Linked DNA regions of Mus musculus: region 1 is linked to region 2. A link is a contact called in public promoter capture Hi-C data. All regions are on one chromosome and are shown on one strand. Each heading gives the region's core, a stretch centred on a gene start, on an enhancer-like site or on the middle of the called end of the contact. The rest is flanking DNA. Distances are from core to core; before and after follow the strand shown. Region 1 has its middle 17 kb from the start of Slc23a4. Region 2 holds the start of Cald1 (caldesmon 1).

Region 1 (4,134 bases), core at 1,617-4,116, 400 kb after region 2:
TCCACTGGAAGTTAACTTAGCAGATCACCAGCTTCCACCACCTCCAAAGCCACAAGTGTCATCACAGAACAGTCATTCACTCGAGGTCCCTAACAGGCTTCCCTGCTTTGCTGTATTTGAAAAGTGTCTTGATTTATGACCTCCTTTACTCTGCTACCATAAACAGCTCATCAGAGTGGTACCACCTTGGAGTGTGGAACTTGAAGTAGCCTAAATCTGTGTTCCTGGGTTGTGGTCATTCATATTTGGCTCCAGAATAAATTATTTATCGCCTTTGAAGTGGGATTTGCATTGGCACTGAGCTACAGCTGGACTCATGGTCCTTCAATCTTAGCTATGCCGTTACACAGGCATCCCAGCTCTGGGAGAGTCCTGGCCATTTTGCCTCTTGAATGCAGAATCCATTTATTATTTTTATTACATATTTTCTTTATTTACATTTCAAATGTTATCCCCTTTCCTAGTTTCTCCTCCGAAAATCCCCTACCTTCTCCCCCTTCCCCCTGCTCCCCAACCCACCCACTCCCGATTCCCTGGCCAGGCATTCCCCTATACTGGGGCATAGAATCTTCACAGGACTAAGAGTCTTTCCTCCCATTGATGACCAACTAGGCCATCCTCTGCTACATATGCAGCTAGAGCCACGAGCGCCTCCGTGTGTTTCTTTGATTGGTGGTTTAGTCCCAGGGAGCTCTGGGGGTACTGGTTAGTTCATATTGTTGTTCCTCCTATGGGGCTGCGAATCCCTTCAGCTCCTTGGTTACTTTCTCTAGCTCCTTCATTGGGGACCCTGTGCTCTGTCCAATGGATGGCTTTGAGCATCCACTTCTGTATATGTCGGGCACTGGCAGTGCCTCTCAGGAGACAGCTATAATGTGCCCTTTATTTTTATTTTGAGGCTGGTCTTTTGTGGCCCAGGATAGTCTCACTCATTAGATAGCCAAGACTGACCATGGACCCTTACCCTCTTGCCTCTGCTTGCCCAGTGCTGGGATTACAGGCATGTACAATCATACCCTGTTCACACAGTAGTGGAAATTGAAGCTTCACATATGCTAAGAAAGCACCCTTTCAACTTAACTACATCTCCAGCCCCCTAAGTCAGTTCAAATGCATAGGAGAACTTTGCATTCTCTTGTGTAATATAATAGAAGTTTGGAAATGAAAGATAGAGGGTAGCATGGGGTTAGAGTTCCCAGAGACACTGTGTCCCCCAAACTGCGGTTCTCATCACAATTCAAAAGCTGGTTCTGTTGTTGGCAGTCAGAGTTTGGTATGGATGTTTCCAGGTTTTTGGCCTCTTAATCCAAAGAACTGAAAATAAGAGTCATACAAATTTGCCAAAGCAGCGAAATAATTTTATTTAGAGCAAATTGATAGCAGAGATCAAATAGGGACACGCTGTGGAGATTAACAGCTGGCTATAGGACAGGGCACACTCAGGGCCCTGATTACTGTCAGGGCTTCCTTGTATGGGACTCAAGAGAAGGAAGAGGAGGAGGAAGAGGAGCTTGGTTGCTAAGGGATATAACACAGTTCTCTATTTTGATTGGTGGATTGATAGATGGGTAGCTTGCTAATACGTTTACTTTCGAAAGTGTGTCCTTTCCCATAATGCATGATTCTCTCTCTCTCTCTCTCTCTCTCTCTCTCTCTCTCTCTCTCTCTCAATTGTGCATAGGCATAGATGGTAAGTGGAGAATCTCTCTAAAAGTTTTCTAGAGCACCTGACAGGATTACCATAAAAGTCTAGCTCATAGGAAGCTACCGGTCCTGTGTGCGAGGTTCCGGATCACGCCTGGGAGGGACTAAGGTCATGTATGCACTATACCAGGAGACATCCACTCAGACCTTAACCCTGATTTCTTGCTATTTTAACCTTCTCATTTGAAAGCATTTCTATATAAAAGCAGCATTGTCTCAGTGTCGCAGCGTTACAGCACATGTGAGCTGTGCTGGAGAATTCCCGGGAGTCTAGGGCTCCCTTTTCACTGCATGTCCCCATCGGGGTTCCTGTCCCTCTTTCATACCTCAGGGTCAGTGAGCCTGCTTGGGTGTTGTGCAGTAGAAGCTCGCTGAGCGTCCTGCTCGGTATGGGTCCTGCAGTATGGGAAGGTTACCCTCTTTTGGACACTGCTTCTTGAGTTGGTAGTGACCCTGAGCTGAAGAACCCAGCCTGCCTCCTTTCAGCTCCTTGAGTAGCAGACCACTGGGCTCCATGGCTTCCTTTTGGGGGCTGAGAGAGGTGCCGGCTAACAGGCAGCCCAGTACTGGCTTGTCTCCAGGAAGACAGTGCTGACACGTGGAGTCACCAATGGTGACCACACCCACAATGAACACGCTGCGACCCATGGCTTTCACAGGAGCTGTTGCCTCTTGACTTCTCATGAAGTCTATTTCCCAGTAACTCCCGAGCCCTCCATAAATGCTCACCCCAGAGCACCCAGAGCCTTCTGCCAACATCCTGGCTGTCTCTATCTTCTGGACCACATGCTAGCACCAGGAGAAGATGCTATGAAGCAGCGTTTCAGGTTGTTTGTTCTGGACACAATGGACTCCCACGGTCAGTGCTGGGCCTTTTGGGTACAGGGACCTAGGAGGAGGCAGGGAAACTGAGCGTCACAAGTGTTCCTACCATCTGACTGCTCAGCTTGGGTATCTGCAGAAACAATATGGGAGCTGAGGTGTCCGGCTTGTGGGACTGCACTGCAGGCAGTGTGATCCTTCAGCAAGCACTCCACTCGCACCGCGCTGCTGAAATCGAACAGGGTTACTGCCTGCCCTGCGGCACACAGAGACTGCAACCCATGACTGTATTGTCTAGACTGATCCAAGTCTTTCTTTCTCAAGTTTGGGGCTGAGCGAATAGGGGGAGACAAAACTTCTGACCTATCACCGGTCAGAGCGTCAGGAAATAGAGAACAAGGCCACAGTGCCACCCAGCGGACAAATAAAAAACAGCGCCCTTCCACCTAGAGGCGAAATAAGCCAGCCTACCGGCCTGGCCAGAATCCTGAACACACCCCACCTTCCAGAACTGAGGGTTGGGCTCTGTCTGTGGTGCTGACATTCCAGGATGCTCTCTGGACTGAAAGGGCTGGAGGTTTGGGGGCCGGGAGCCTGGCACGGAACTTTTCTGTCTCAGCACAGAATGTTCCCCAGCCAAGGCATATGTCCTGGCCTTTATCAAAGGATCCCCTGCCCAGTCTACTGAGGACTGGATAGGAGAGAAATAACATTGTCTTCAATCTGTAGTACCATATGAGCAGGTGAGAGAGATCTAAATGAGAGTGTTGTTTAAAATGAATATCCTGGGACAAGGAGATGGCTCCGTGAGAGCACTGGCCATGCAGGTGGGAGCGAGGATCAGAATTTGGATCCCGGCACCTATGAAAATTCTGGATGAACTTGAAAGCCACCCATAACCCCAGCAGTTGGGATGGGGAGAGAGGCAAGTTGGCTAGCTATAACAGCCAAATCAGCAAGCTTGGGGTGCAAGTGAAAGACCCTGCCTCGGTGACTGAAGAGGAGAGTCACTGGAGAAAGCAGACACAGACCTGTGGCCTCCACGTGCACGCACCCATATACATTCACACCCAGACACAAGTGCACACACACGTGAACATACACCACACGCATGACAAGTACCTAAATGATTCTTTCTTCCTCTTCCCCCTTCCTCCTCCCTCCCAGCCATCCACCCATCAACCACACAGCACATCCTACAGCGCTCAGCTACTGTGTGGTGTTTTGAGCATCGTGCCAGGTGGTGAGTGTACCAAAGTCAGCAAACCCGACACACATCCCTGCCCTCATGGAATTCACCATCTGGCGGGAGAGAAAGACATTAATCAAGGAAGTGCGAGGACCACTGCACGCTCTCGGCTGAGATGAGGGCTAGAGTTCTCGCTCTTGAACTGGGTTGCAGCCTCAAGTCGTGGACCTGGATGGGAGGGTGCTGATGAACTTGCCAATAGTAAAAGGACCCAAAAATGAATTCAAAATTAAAATCGTTGTGAATCAGAGGAATTTCCATTGGTGTTCATCGCCCTTGGCTCCAAGAGTAGAACATGTCACTTTGCACTGATGCCATCATGCCAGCCACTGAATGCTGACTGAAGTGCCTGGCTGAGA
Region 2 (3,992 bases), core at 1,386-3,885:
AAAAGTCTCTTTACATCCATTATGGTTGACTAAGTCCTGTGATAGACAAGCTGTTCTGTATCTGGGATGATACCATTGGGAAATATATTCCACAGGAATGTCCTATATAAACTCTGTGTGTGTGTGTGTATACATACATTTATATATACACACAAATGTATAAATTGGAAAAATTAAATACAATGGAAGTGAAATTCCCATGGAAGAAATTAGGCAACATATAAACATGTTTCTTCATCACTTTTCTTTTTAACATTTCTGTTTTCTTTTAATGACAAAGAAAGATTGTTTTCTCTATCGTGATGTATTTATATAACATGTGTTGAATCTATAGTTCGTCTACAGCAGTTCTACTACAGATATGTAAAGTGAGCTTCATGGCTCTCCATGTGCTATACTGCATATATGAAATGTCTAGAATTTATCTAGAGAAGCCTACTTCTTTCCCCCAAAAGGCATAACCCAAAACATTCGGCTATTTATCTTCTATAAACCACACAGCTCGTTCATCCCTTCCATGTTTCCTGTTGATAGTATTTCCCCCTGTCATAGCACAACTTCTCTTTCCTCTGGAAAGCTGGTCCTTAAAAAGAAAACCATAAAGACAACAACAAAATATAATCCTCATGGACTACAAAATGTCGCCCTGCTGCCGGTCACTCAAGAGGCATCCCTGGTGTAAGTGGAGAGTATGTTGCTCAGGCTGCCTTCTGCCCCAGTTGTGGATAATAGCCCTTTCACACAGCCCTCCCTAATCCAGCCTTGAGTTCATGCACCCAGAAAAATCCCTGGGCAGAGGTCGTATCGATATGATTGAGATGTTTGCAGAAACTCATGTCTGTCTGCTATTGTCTTCAAGTTCAGTCTTTTGCCAGACTAAGAAGCTTGACTCTGTCTTTCAACCTGTCCAGCCAGATACAGGGTTTCCCCAGCTGCCAAACTGGCTATGATCCAAAAAGTTTATTTTCAAATCATTTATCTGGGATCAGAAAGAGGTTTCCCAAAAGAACAATTTTGAACATGGCTGTGCTCACCTGGTTGAGCTACAGTGAACTTGAAATGCAACATTAACAGTGTGGTTCCCACCAACAAGTTATTTATCTTGTGTGTCTGGGAAAGTACTCTCTCAGTTCTGGTTCAAGGATGCTTTAAGTCCAACTCTCCCTGGACCCTGTAGTCTTTGCTGTAACTTTTTTTTAGAGCTGTTTAGTAGAAGAAAGCAAGAAACACAGAGGAGGTAAGTTACCTCCCTAAGAAGTGTAGGGGGTCCATGTAGACACTTCTGGGTGACTGGTTAATAACTGGGGGCTGGAGAAGAAACTCACCCATGTGGACCGACTGCTTCCCAAGCATTCTCAAGGAAGCACAAAGGGCGGGGGCTGTTTCCTGAATAGAGACAGCTTCTTTGTCAGATCATCATTAATAGAGAAAGGCTTTTTCAGTCAGACTGCATGTGTTGATTAAGCTTCTGGACTTGTAATTAGCCAGGGGAAATATTTAAAACTTCTTGGTCGGTGATGAGACAGTATCAGTAATGAAACATGGATTTCGTGCTAAGCCCCAGGTCTGACAAACAGTAAGTATTCCATTTTTTTTAAAAGCTAAGTACCGACTGAATGAGTTCCAAAGACTACAAGACCACAATTGGATGCATGTGTGGGCCAGTGACCTGCATTGTAACTCAGCATCTTTCAGGGCTCCCCTATCACTGGCTTTCTAGAATGTTCTAGGACATCTGTGTCACCTGTGAGAGCATATGTGTCTATCTATACCTGCCCCAAAGCAGGTCCTGGATCTCTCTATGTCCTTCTCTGCACATTTGTTTTTACACATTTCTAGTACAATCTCCTTGTTGCCAAGACAGAAGAAAGAAAGGAAGATGGGTGTTGGTAGGAAATGCCAATAAAGCTCTCTCTTAAGCCTAGGACTCTATCTGCTAGCTTCTGGCCTCACCTTTTTTTTTTTTCCTGGCCAACATTATGTACTAAAAAGACTGATACATTTTATTTATACTTTTTGTCAGTTGTTCCCATAACACACATAGACATATTCTAGGCTAGAACTTAGCCTGTGCAGCCAGCCGCCCTGCTTCTTATCCACTTCAGATTTTTAACTCGTATAATAATGTAAATTTATTTTTATAATGAAACTGCTTTGCAAAGAAATACACTATTACGGCTTCTTCGACTAAAATGTCTCCTCCCACCCCCAGCCTCACCCCTGTAAGTGTGTCTAACTGTCCACTTATTGTCTCGTGGACTGTACTTTCTTTTTAAAGCTCTATTTGTGTTCTACAAGACAGCCTCTTTCTCCAAGATTAACGTTTCTTATGATTGTTCCTGACAATGGATCTGCTTCCAGGAGGCCCTGCTTAGGATAACCAAAAAAGGGCATGGAGCCGGCTGGTTTTGGCAGCCTGCTCACGGTTTCAAGCTTTTTAGGACTTGGTTTTTCTGATGAGTGATATCCTGAGCATGCCTAGGGAATGACAGGCATCTGCACGGGCAGACAGCATCACCTTGGCTAGGGTGTCGTCATTGGCTGCCTATTAGAAAAACTACAGGACAATGCATACCACCGCCTGCTGACTGTAAACATAGGGGGTATGTGTTCACTTAGCATGGACTTCTGGGAGGGGCCAAGGAAGGGCGGTCTGCAGTTTTATTGAATAGAGCAGTGTGCATTAGGCTGCCTGCCTGCCTGCCTGCCTGCTTGCTCTCTTGCTGGGTTGCTTAAAGGAATCCCTGCTTTCAGACAGCAGGACATCCCTCCTTGGGAAGAAGTTGCTGCCCTAGAGGTAAGAGACAAAGTCTTTCTTTCTCCGCCTTCAGGGAAGCTGGGGCTGCTCTACAGGTTTCAGGCAACATTCCTGGCTAAGGCTGCTGGATATGCAAAATCTTTCAAGGCAGGCAACAGACCACGTAAATTCTCAAAGCCAGCGCCTGGACTTCCTGACCTGTTCCCAGAAGGTCAATGTGATGAAACTTCAAGTTTTGTTTATAGAGATGGCACAAACGGTGTCATCTCCTGGTGACAGGATCAGGGAGCACCAGCGCGTTTGCCCAGGATGCGCTTTTGTTCCAAGGGGGATGTGGTCTGTACCCGGAATCCTCAGGCCAGCAGCTGTGAGAGGATTCTGTCCCTTTAGCAGTTTCTTTCCCATCTTTGGTCAGCAGACATTTAAAGAGGATTCAGGTTTTAATTAAAAAAATAACATCAACGGCTTTTTACGTTGTTAAGACAAAGAATGTTTGTTTTGTTTTGTTGTGGGTTTGGGTTTTTGTTTTAAGCTAATTTTAAGCTAAGTAATGGGTTCCTCTTACTCTGCTACCAGGATTTTAGAAGTGGGATTTCAGAGATGTAAAGAAATAAGGTCAGAGTTCTACCACTAGCACCAACTCAGCGAGTGCCGCTCATCTGTTATTTGCTGAAATAGAAGATGCCTGCCCTGTTTGTTTTCTATAAACCGGAGCAGCAAGAGAATGTGTGCATGAGTGGGCGTGTGTGTAGAAATCATGGGTAACTGCCTACCAAAATATTTCTTGAGAAATCTTCATTTCTGTTGGAAAGTATGCCCCCCGAGGGTCTGAAAAGATAGGAGCTGGAGGAACGTTCCAGAAAGGAAGGAAAGGAGCTCTTATTTCCAAACAGACGTATTTGGGCATCTCAGTCAGTAGCGCAAGTTGGTAGTAGTCGGTAATTCCTTTTAGAAAGAGCCGATTGTAAAGGGTGGGGGAATTTCAGTGCCATGGCAATCCATGGTCAGAAACAGAGAGCAAAGAGCTTGGTATTCCCAGATCCCTGCTGGCAACGAGGCTCTGCGCGTGGGGCTGTAAATGGAAGCAGCACAGTCCCTTAGTGTTAGGCAAAACCAGACACGAGAACTAGAACTTACTGAAGACAAGGTGCCCTGCAGAAGAAGAGTAAGTCTGAGCAGTTAAATAATAATACTCATAGTAAGCTCTAGCGTTCCCAGGTGGCTGCTTCCATTT

What was found. Promoter capture Hi-C pulls out the DNA fragments that hold promoters and counts their contacts.
Region 1: a promoter capture Hi-C map of cranial neural crest shows a contact between it and region 2. The contact joins the enhancer-like site here to the promoter of Cald1 in region 2. A contact is called at or near these places in 7 of 39 promoter capture datasets (the 3T3-L1 cell line, 3T3-L1-derived adipocytes, the HPC-7 cell line and 3 more).

What each region holds. Positions count from the first base shown.
Region 1 is chr6:34,992,590-34,996,723 of GRCm38.p6, forward strand. No RefSeq gene overlaps it. Among named protein-coding and RNA genes, the nearest start is that of Slc23a4, 17 kb to the left of the region's middle. Within about 2 kb of position 2,867, at least 85 of the 459 cell types and tissues checked have an H3K27ac peak or open chromatin away from gene starts, as enhancers often do.
Region 2 is chr6:34,595,869-34,599,860 of GRCm38.p6, forward strand. It overlaps Cald1 (caldesmon 1), which reads left to right and starts at 2,636. Exons shown (of 14, transcript NM_001347100.1): 1 at 2,636-2,797.